2 separate regions of the Urocitellus parryii genome follow, and region 2 is linked to region 1. The links are chromatin contacts, called in public Hi-C maps. All regions are on one chromosome and are shown on one strand. Each heading gives the region's core, a stretch centred on a gene start, on an enhancer-like site or on the middle of the called end of the contact. The rest is flanking DNA. Distances are from core to core; before and after follow the strand shown.

What was found. Hi-C and Micro-C count contacts between places; a contact is called where the count stands out from the background.
Region 2: a Hi-C map of liver shows a contact between it and region 1, with 10 times the contacts expected there. The contact joins the promoter of Lias here to the promoter of Pds5a in region 1. A contact is called at or near these places in 2 of 2 Hi-C or Micro-C datasets (liver and muscle).

What each region holds. Positions count from the first base shown.
Region 1 is chr10:114,501,519-114,506,714 of mUroPar1.hap1, forward strand. Pds5a (PDS5 cohesin associated factor A) reads left to right here and starts at 2,475. Exons shown (of 32, transcript XM_026385599.2): 1 at 2,475-2,579; 2 at 3,430-3,607. The coding sequence starts at 3,470.
Region 2 is chr10:114,907,158-114,912,353 of mUroPar1.hap1, forward strand. It overlaps Lias (lipoic acid synthetase), which reads right to left and starts at 2,667. Exons shown (of 11, transcript XR_003300511.2): 1 at 2,535-2,667; 2 at 446-618. It overlaps Rpl9 (ribosomal protein L9), which reads left to right and starts at 3,202. Exons shown (of 7, transcript XM_026385869.2): 1 at 3,202-3,303; 2 at 3,387-3,502; 3 at 4,050-4,145; 4 at 4,992-5,124. The coding sequence starts at 3,258.

The sequences.
Region 1 (5,196 bases), core at 1,225-3,724:
CTGAGGCTGGCGTTGAACTTGCAGATCCTCTTGACTTAGCATCCTGAGCCACTGGGATTACAGGCGTGCACCACCACACCTGGCTCCATTTAATGGTTGAATGTGACACATAGAACCACTAGGGCCCTGTCCACCTTCTACCATGCTTTTTTTTCCTCAGTGCCAAAACAATGCCTCCCATTGGCAGAAAGACCTTTTTGAAAAATAATTGTTGCACAAATTTTGTATTTTTGTATCTTTTTGTATGTATCTTTTCTCATTTATTGTATGTGGAAACATGTTTAAGAAGAGAAATAGCTGGGCAGAGTGGCACATGCCTGTAGTCCCAGCTACTCAGGAGGCTGAGATGAAAGGATCACTTGAGCCTACCTTTGATTGATTAGTTGATAGAAAGGAAGGACAGGAATTCTGAAGAGTATTGTACAAACTTTATGTGTTGCAGTTTTCAGGGTTTACCATCTTTTGAGGGTCTATAAGGTTATACAAAGTAATACGTTGTATAAAGTTGAAATTTATGGGAGATACAAAACTCCCTTCAATAATGGAAAAGTTACTGCAGGTAAAAATGAAAAAAAAATCATTGCTCTTTAATTTTATAAATATAATAGGAAATCGTGCTGTATATGTGTAATAAGAATTGTAATGCATTCCATTGTCATTTATTTTAAAAAAATCAATAAAAAATAAATATAATAGGGGAAAAAAAAAAAAACCACACACCAGAAATGAGAAGGAAAAGCCTAAAAAGAGTAGCTTTTGGTGGACTTAGGTTTTTTGTTGTTGTTTTTGGTGGACTTAGTTTGGATGAGGCCAATCTTAAATTCTGCCTTCTACTCAGAATTCCAGCAAGGAGCTTAGATTCCAAGAAGATTGCTCCTTTGTGGAATACCTGAAAAGTAATTCAGTAAATTGAAGTGTCTTTACTATTTTTAAGATCAAGGTAAAAGATGTTGAAAAGAAAATACACCAGCCAGGCCTGGTGGCACATCTGTACCCAGTGACTCTGGAGGCTGAGACAGGAGAATACCAAGTTCAAAGCCACTCTCAGCAACTTAGTGGAGCCCCACGCAATTCAACAAGACCCTGTCTCAAAAAAAAAAGGGCTGGGGATATAGCTTAGTGGTTAAGCACCCTTGGGTTTAAGTTAATCCCCGGTACTAACAAACAAACAAACAAAAAGTCAAAGAATATTCATCAATAATAAATAATCAAATATTTTAAATGATGCTAGTAGTCAGTTTCAGGAGCTAAATGTTATTATTGTTTTCTTTTTTCAACTTCGCTTTCTGAAATTATTTATGCATTCTTAGGTTTATTTGTTCAATATTTGCCTTAGATTGCTCAAATACTGCTTTCCTGAACTTTCCTCGAGAGTTGTTTTCCTTTGGATGAAAAGAAAAGTTAATCCTTGGCACATTTAAAACATAAAACAAAATAAACAAGCGAGGTTTTCCATATCTACAAGAACCATCTCGCTAAATTGTAAAAAAATTTTGTAAAAATTTGTAAAAAGAAAAAAATAATTCTGGGTTCCACTGGGAGATTCTGATTAGTAGCCGAAGTGATAGGGAAGCCAGTAGTCCAAAGACCATACCTCAAGAACTTATCTCAGTGCTATTTTCATATTTTGCAGCTTTCAATATATTAATTTTAGAAGTTTCCGGTGGAGGAGGGTACGAACTCTGGTGACAACTCAGAAGATAAGAGACTAAGCAGCAGCCCATGTCGTTCCATGTTGCAAAACTTTCCTTCAGTTTGTAGATGTGTCCCTGGGGAGGAAATCAGTTCGTTTCACCGGGTAACTAACCGTTTTTCAACTACTTCTGTCCACGTCCCTCAGGGTGATACTCCAAAAGTCATGAACTCAAGTGGGCGGCGAAAGGTTAAAGAAAGCTCTGTTCGCCCTGCTCGTCCGCGCGGCCCTGCGAGGACGGGGTTCGCTTCCCGCCACCCGGGCTCCTCCTCCGCTCGTCCTCTGGGGTCCGGTCCTCCCGGAGGCGCCCCGCGCGGGCAGGTCTTGGCGCCAACCGGGTGGCGGCGCTGTTCGCCCCGCGCGGCGGTCTCGGGCCCGAGGGAGGCGGAGGCACGGCCGGCGGAGGAAGGGGAGGGAGCGAGGCGCGCGCGCTGCTCTCGCGTGCTCTCGCGCCGCTCGCGTGACCGGCCGGTGTGTGTACGACGCGCCGGCTCCCGGGGGCTCGGACGGCCGGGCGCGCGCCGCGTCTAGGGGTGTCCAGGTCCGGGTCGGCACTAGGTGCGGGCGGGCGGGCCGCGGGGGTCCGGGGCGGACACACGCGCACACGCTCCCGGAGGAGCCTTCTCCGAGGCTGCTCTTCCTCGGCCAGACGGAGAGCGGCACTGTCTCCCCGCCCAGCGCATACTCGCCCCGCGTCTCCCCCCGCGGCGGCTGCTCCTTCTCGGCACCGCCAGCCCCAGCGCCGCTCCGGGGCGGGCGGGCGGGCGGCGGCGGCGGCGGCGGGACCCGCGGAGCCGCTTTGTGTGCAGCCCGACGAGGGGCGGCGGCGCAACCACCTGACAGAGGCCCGGGCGCTTGATGCACCTTCCGCCCGCATGAGTAGGAGGTAAAGGCGGCGGCGGCTCGGCTCCCGCCCTCGGCTGGTGGAGGGAGGGGACGGAAGGGGAGAGCAGAGGGGGGGCGCGGGTCCGAGGCCCGGCGGGGTTGCCCGGAGGTGCCGCTGAGGCCTCGGCGGTGCCGGGTGGCGCCCAGTGGCCGGGGCCAAGAGAAGCCGCCGGGATCCCTCAGCCGAAGTTGAAGGAACAAAATGTGAAGTGCGGAGCCGCGTCAGCCGCTTCCTGGCGTGGGGTTGGGGGTGAGGGCGGCTTGTTTTCCCCTCCCGCGGGGGTGAGGAGCGGGACAGGGGAGGGGCAGGAGCGCAGCGGGGACTGCCCGGGCCCGGAATCTCAGCCGGGCAAGGGCGTTTTGTTCCCGGGAGCCGCCGCGGCGTGTGGGTCCGGTCGGGTCCCTAGTTTTGCGGCCTAAGCCGAGCCCTATAGGCCTCGCGTCTCCTTTCCCGGAGGGGAACGGCCGGGTGGGGACTCCGTGCTGCTCTCTGGCCGAGACGGGGCCTTGGGATCCTCGCCGGCCTCCCCCGGCCGACAAACTTAAGACCTTGGTGCTCGGGGGTACATTTCATTGTGAAAGGCGGAATGGGAAACTCTGGCCGCTGCTCGGCGCCTCCTGCGGCCGTGGTGGCTGGTGCCCGGGAGCCCCGCGGGCCCCGGGCTGGCGCGGGTGTGGGCGACGGGCCGTCGGTGGGGTCCGGACCCCGGGACCGGGCGGATGAACAGGCTGCCTCCGGGTTCCCGGCCCCGGGGGAGAAAGAACCCGTTCCAGATTAGAGATTTTTGAAATGAAAAAAGAGGTTACAAAGTCGCCCCTTTCCCGCTGAACTTTGGTTTTCTGACCGATAGAGGCCGGTAGAGGACTGTGAAAGAAAAGTTGTCCCCCAGGATGGACTTCACCGCGCAGCCCAAGCCTGCCACTGCCCTGTGTGGCGTCGTGAGTGCGGACGGGAAGATCGCTTACCCTCCGGGAGTAAAGGAAATCACCGACAAGATCACCACGGACGAGATGATCAAACGACTGAAGGTAAGGTCTGAACAGACTGTTCGCACTCCGAGATGTTTTTCAGACCCTGTCTCCTGTGGTATTACTGCACTACTCTGCCTGGCCTTACAGTTCAGCTGCCAAGGTCTCCTCTCCCCCCCCCCTTTCTTCTCATTTTATCTCTTCTAAAAGGTATTTGTTCTGTCTTGAATACATCTTTGAATAAGTTATGTAGGAAAATGACTTACGGGAAATTAAAAAAGAGTGTGATTTTAAAGAAAATCTTACTGTTTTTCAAGCATAAGAATTCAGGTGTTTGTAAAGTACTCCCCCCCACACACACCCCGTGAATATTTCGTTTTATGAGACTACTGTTTAAGTAGCTGTCATTCTTAAGTTAAGGCAGTAATTTGCCTAGGAACATTTCTGTTTTCATCAGCATCTGAGAAGTTGATAATCAGATGTGTGCTTAAACATTGACAGAAGGTACTAGTTTTTCAAAATTCAGACTTAAGGTGATGACTTAAGTTCCTGTGTTTATTTGAGCTTAAGAAAGAGTGTTGCTCTTTTTATGAGACCTCAACTTATTTAGTATAAGTATGGTGGTCATGTGAATTTCAACTTTAAGTTGATCAGTTCTTTGCTTTCCATTCCATGGACATAGATTGTGGTCACAGCTATTCTTGTGTGATCATCTTGAAGCAGTGGTTCTCAATTAGGGCAGCTTTGACCCCCAGGGAATATTTTTTTTTTTTTTTTTAGAGAGAGAATTTTTAATATTTATTTTTTAGTTTTCAGCGGACACAACATCTTTGTTTGTATGTGGTGCTGAGGATCGAACCCGGCTGCATGCATTCCAGGCCACCGCTTGAGCCACATCCCCAGCCCCCCCAGGGAATATTAAAAACAATGCCAGAGAATTTTGGTTGTCACAATTTGGGTTAGATTAGGGAAAGACCTGAGGCAGATCAGCTAGGAAAATGTTCAACTCCGTAGTCTAGGTAAAAGATGTTAAAATCTTGCAAATAGTGCTATGACAGTGGGGATAGAGATAAGGAATGTTCAAGGGAAGTTTCAAAGTTAAAATCAGAAATGGTGGGAGGTGACGGAAGAAACAATCGTGGTGATTTTTCTTACTTGAACAACTTGGTGAATTTGTGGGAACTGATCTTGCCTTTTTTTTCTTAGAGTTTAGTATAGTACCTGGTAAATGTATATACAGTGTTGTTCTAAAGTATTCCTATAGTTTCTAAAATCTAATTAGACTCTTCAGTTTGTTTGGAAGGGATAAGACTCAGTTTCACTAAAACAGCTTTTTTTTTTTTTTTCCTCTCCAAATTTTTAGTGGTACTGGGGGTTGAACCCAGAGCCTCACATGCTAAAGCACGCATTCTACCATTGATTTATACTCTGCAGCCTAAAACAAATTTTGATATCAAAGATTAGACATGAATTGAGGTACTTAATTTTGGGAGCAGGGTACTGGGGATTGAACCCAAGGTATTCTATTACTCAGTTAGACTCCCCCCCCCACACACACACACCTTTTTTTGTTATGGGGGTATTGAACCTAGGGATGTTTAACCTCTGAGTTACATCCCTAGCCCTTTTTATGTTTTGAGACCGGGTCT
Region 2 (5,196 bases), core at 1,417-3,916, 410 kb after region 1:
TGAAAATTTTATCAAGGTCTAGATGGGTGTGGTGGTGCACGCCTATGATCCAGAAGCAGCTCAGGAGGCTGAGGCAGAAGGATCCTAAGTTCTAGACCAGCCTCAGCTAGGCCATAAGCAATTTATCGAGACCCTGTCTTGAAATAAAAAACAAAAGGGGCAGAGGGTGTAGCTCTCTGAAATAAAAAAAAAAAAAAAAAAAAAAAGGGGGGCAGGGGTTAAGCACCACTGAGTTCAATCCCTAATTTAAAACAAAACAAAAAAACAGAAAATCAAGAAAAGATTTCAGCATTCTCATCAACTTACATGTTCTCTCTTTTTTCTAATGACCTTTCACTAAATTAAACAAGCCTGAAATTAAAAATATACTCTAGGACTTGGTTACATCTGAAAATAATGCACAGTAAGGAATGGGACATTGAAATTATCTCAAATTCTCAGTTACCTTTCTCCTTTCTGGCGTTTTAAGTTTCCTTTATATTCCTCCCAGGTGCTCTTGTCTGAAAGATCCCCAGACACAAAATCTTGAAGATCTGGTCCATTCTGTAAAAATTCTTTTTTTTTATCTGGCAAAGAACTTAATGACCTGATTGGACTGTATAAATATCTTCCAAATACCTAAAGAAAGAGTTCATTATGACATTCATTTAGTGGGTTCTGGGATAATTTAGTTTTAACCCATTATAATATCTAAAAGATACCTGGTGCTATGGTGTATGCCTGTACTCTTAGAGACTAGGGAGAATGAGGCAGGAGAACTTTGAGTTTGAGGCCAGCTTGGACAATCTGGTGAGACCCCATCTCAAAATAAAAAATAAAAAGGACTGGGGATATAGTTCAGTGGAAGAGTGCTCCCCCCACCCCGGGGGGTTTCATCCCCAGTAACACAAAAACAACAACAACAAAAAAACCCCACAATAGAACAAATCTAAAAGGAATGGAGGGTAAAAGCAAAGAAGTGATGCAGGGGGCTGGAGCTGTAGCACAGTGGTAGAGCACTTGCCTTGCACGTGTGAGGCCCTGGGTTCGAGCCCCAGCACCACATATAAATAAAATAAATAAATAAATAAATAAATAGAAGATATTGTGTTCATCTACAATCAAAAATTAAAAAAAAAAAAGAAGTGATGCAGGAATTATATCAAGTGGTTTACTGCTTACAAGATTGGAATCTAAGGGGCTGGGGATGTGGCTCAAGCGGTATCGCGCTCGCCTGGCATGCGTGCGGCCCGGGTTCGATCCTCAGCACCACATACCAACAAAGATGTTGTGTCCGCCGAGAACTAAAAAATAAATATTAAAAAAATTCTCTCTCTGTCTCTCTCCCCTCTCTCACTCTCTCTTTAAAAAAAAAAAAAAAGATTGGAATCTAAGATTAAAGAAGAATCTAGAAGGAAACAAACCCAAAGAAGATTAGGAATGAACTTCTGAATACCAAGTTTAGAATAGATTTAAAAACCTTTGGAAGTATCTATCATAGATCACACTTTTATGCCCTTTTTACTTTATATTTTGAGACAGGGTCTTGCTAAATTGCTGAGTCTGACCTTGAACTTGGTATCCTCTCAAATAGTTGACATTACAAGGGTGGGCTAAGGTGGCCAGGTTCACTACCCTTCTTAACAGTACTAACACTTCGTCTTTCAACAAACTTAAACTGCAGTAACTGAAGATGCCAAGGCTATACATTTTCTATTCCTGACTTGAGTCAGATATGTTTAAAAGGAAATTTGCAATAAATCCCTCTAGCTTTGTGTTTGGGGTAAAGTAAACATGTTAAAATGTAGTGCTAATATCTAGTTGGTTCCAGAAAACTGGAAGTAGTAAAACCAAACCTAAGCCCACCAGCCTCTCGCACTAGTTTATGCTGGTGTCTTGGTTTTTGTTTGTTTGGGTGATGCTGGAATTGAATTACCCAGCACTCACACTTGCGAAGGACTCACTTTCCCTTTAAACTACAGTCCCCGGCCCTGTTTCTGTGCTAGAACCTGGCAGTTAACCAGTGCGCATTTGTGTAAGAAACCACAGTATTTGACTTCTAGATCTGAATACAAACATGCACGAGACAGGCAAAACACTGTAAAATTAAAGGGATCTTCAACAGTTCAAAAGAAAAAAAATATCTGTTAGAGCACTGCATGATTGGTAGTGCACTTATCCAGTCTACAGCTTTAGCCCAGAGGGCAGGCTGTGTTCTCAGCTGCAAGAGTGGTGTCTAATATACAGGAAGAGCCCAACGATGTGGGTTGAGCACTGTTGTGGTCCTTTAAATATAAGGAACAAACCACTCTAAGCAGGAAAAAAAAAAAAAAGACAAAACCAAAACCCATCATCACCGACCCAGAGAGACCTTCAAACAAAACAAGATCAGGGACTACTTCATGGGGATGTCAGGAGAATTAAACGAGATAATACGATAAACGTTTAGAAAAGTGCCTGGCTGCAAGCAAAAGCGTTGGCCTTCATTACGGAGTGCTCTGAAGAGATGGGAACCCCTCACCCCACGCCTGCACGCTTGTCGCCCCGCTGCTCACCCGGAGCCCCAGGGTGCGAGCAGCGTCCCCGCCGCGTAGAGACATCGCCTCTTTAGACCTAGTAGGGTCGAGGGATCACACCAATGCCAGGGAAAAGACTGATCGATAAACCGTCGCTCGGCTTATGACAATCACCAGAACTACCCCTAAGCCCGAGTAGCTTGAACTGTTCCGCAATTGGCTGCTTTAGTCTTAGTGGCGTCGCGCACTCATTACGCAATACGCAGAGTCCTTACGGGCTACAAATACGTGATGACGAAAGACGCTCTCTCTTTCCCGTATCTACTGCGAGGTGAGGAGGATAGTGATTTTTGTGGGCCCTGGGAATCTGAAGCCATCGGCTCTAGGAAAGCTAACAGCATGGGTTTTGCGCTCTCAGCCTTTACCCTGATTGTCTCCCGGCGCGGCGAGTGCCGTGTGGATCTGCTGGCGCGAGATGCGAGTTCTGTATTGGGGCTTTAGGCCTAACCCTACCGCTCTGCCTTACCGGGATGGCGCGCCGGGCTGGGATTCCAGGGTTGGGCCGACAGTGTGTTAGCCAGCAAGGCTTCGTAACACCTCTTTGGGGGCTGCACCTACCAGCCCCGGACGCACCGGAGGCCACTCTTAGTTTGGGTCATCTTATATCCTCCCACGTCTCCCGGCACTTTCCTGTGGGAGTGGAACTCTGTTTGGCGAAAACACTCCCTGCACTGGCCTGACTCCAAGTGTTTGTGTTTCAGAATGAAGACCATTCTCAGCAATCAGACTGTCGACATTCCAGAAAATGGTACGGTACTTGCGGTTTTTCTGATGGGTGTTTACTACGTGTTCTAAGCCTTCTGTAATCTCGGAATTCATTCTCTCTCGTAGTCGACATTACTCTGAAGGGACGCACAGTTATTGTGAAGGGCCCAAGAGGAACCCTCCGGAGGGATTTCAATCATATCAATGTGGAACTCAGCCTCCTTGGAAAGAAAAAAAAGAGGGTAAGGTGTAGATAACTTATGTTGCTCGTTCGGATGGTAGTTATTTGTAATAGCATTAAATTTGGTTGCTTGTAAAGTTTCCCAATTGAGCGACGTTTGGCTTTTAAGTTTAGCATCCAAAATAAATTTTGCTTTAATGAGGTTGGAATATCAGATTCTGAATACAATGTACTGTAAAGCTCAATATCTAGTAGTCATTCTCAAAGCGGTTTTAACACTAATACAAGTTAAATTTATTTATGTGATTGCTTAAAAAGTAAGAATTTAAACCAGTAATGGGGATTTTTTTGGACTTGATTTTATTTTCCAGTGGTGAAGTTTGTTGCAACTTGTTTGGGAGTTTTCAACGTGAATCTAGGTACCTTTGTACAGCAATAAAAACATTTGTGAAATGTAGGAGACTCTGTATGTGGTTGGATTTTCCCAGTTGAAAATCCTATGCTTTAATTGGGGTTAATTCTAGAATCTAGAGTAATTCGTTGGGAAAAAAAATGAACTGTTCTCCTTCCAGCCTACTTATTTATGGGAAGTTTTTGTTGTGTTACAGCTACGGGTTGACAAATGGTGGGGAAATAGAAAGGAACTGGCCACTGTTCGCACCATCTGTAGTCATGTACAGAACATGATCAAGGGTGTTACACTGGTAAGCTGACTAATAAAGACATTCCGCCCACTCCTTTATTTTACTTTTGAAAGTTTTCTAAGCTGTATTATATGTGTGTGTATGTATTATATATAGAGGTAGATGTCTATGGCCAGGAATGGATTAACCATAAGAGTAGGCTGAGGGTGTGGAACTTTTTTACTATAGTGCTGGAGCTCGAACCCATGCTGGTGCCAAGTGCTCTATCACTGAGCCACATCCTATTTATTTATTATTAATAGAAAATCTGCTATGCCATAGCACATAGGTAGGCTTTGCTTACTTAATGGAAAGCCACCATTAGGACCCTACAACCCTGCCTGTTTCCCTAAATGCATGTCTGATGTCACTATTGATTTCAAGCCCCTAAAGTAAAGTTTGTGTTGACTTGTGTGTATGCATTAAAACCTGGTCCCTCTAGACTATACCTAATAAGGGAATCCTGCGTTTAACCTCTATTATGGACCTATTAAATGTTTCTACTGCGTATCCCTGATTCCAGAAGGTAGAAGCCCTGTCATACTTGATATTCTCAATTCTGCCATTAGTCTTAGTAAATGTTAGTCTGAAAATGTGGGATTTGGGGAGTTCTCATTAAAAGGTGTTAGTATTGTTTACTGTGGTCATAAAGGTAACAAAATAAGTGCTTCTTTAAGAAGCTTTGCTGTCCAGTGAGGAGACATAAAATTGTGTACCTATAGTGTACCAATAATAAAAATGTTGTAGGAGGGTTAGTACAGGTGTCAGTTGTTAGGAAACCTTGCAATGAATGCAATATGGGAACTGTTTAAATTATAAGTAACATAAGCATCCTACTAAATTTTAAAGTGAATTTCTTTTAACTAGGGCTTCCGTTACAAGATGAGGTCTGTGTATGCTCACTTCCCCATCAACGTTGTTATTCAGGAGAATGGGTCTCTCGTTGAAATCCGAAATTTCTTGGGTGAAAAATACATCCGAAGGGTTCGGATGAGGACAGGTATGTTGTATGTGCCCTCAGATATGATTCAGAAATTGTAAGTCTTTTGAAGCCTGGTTTTTTGGGTTGGTT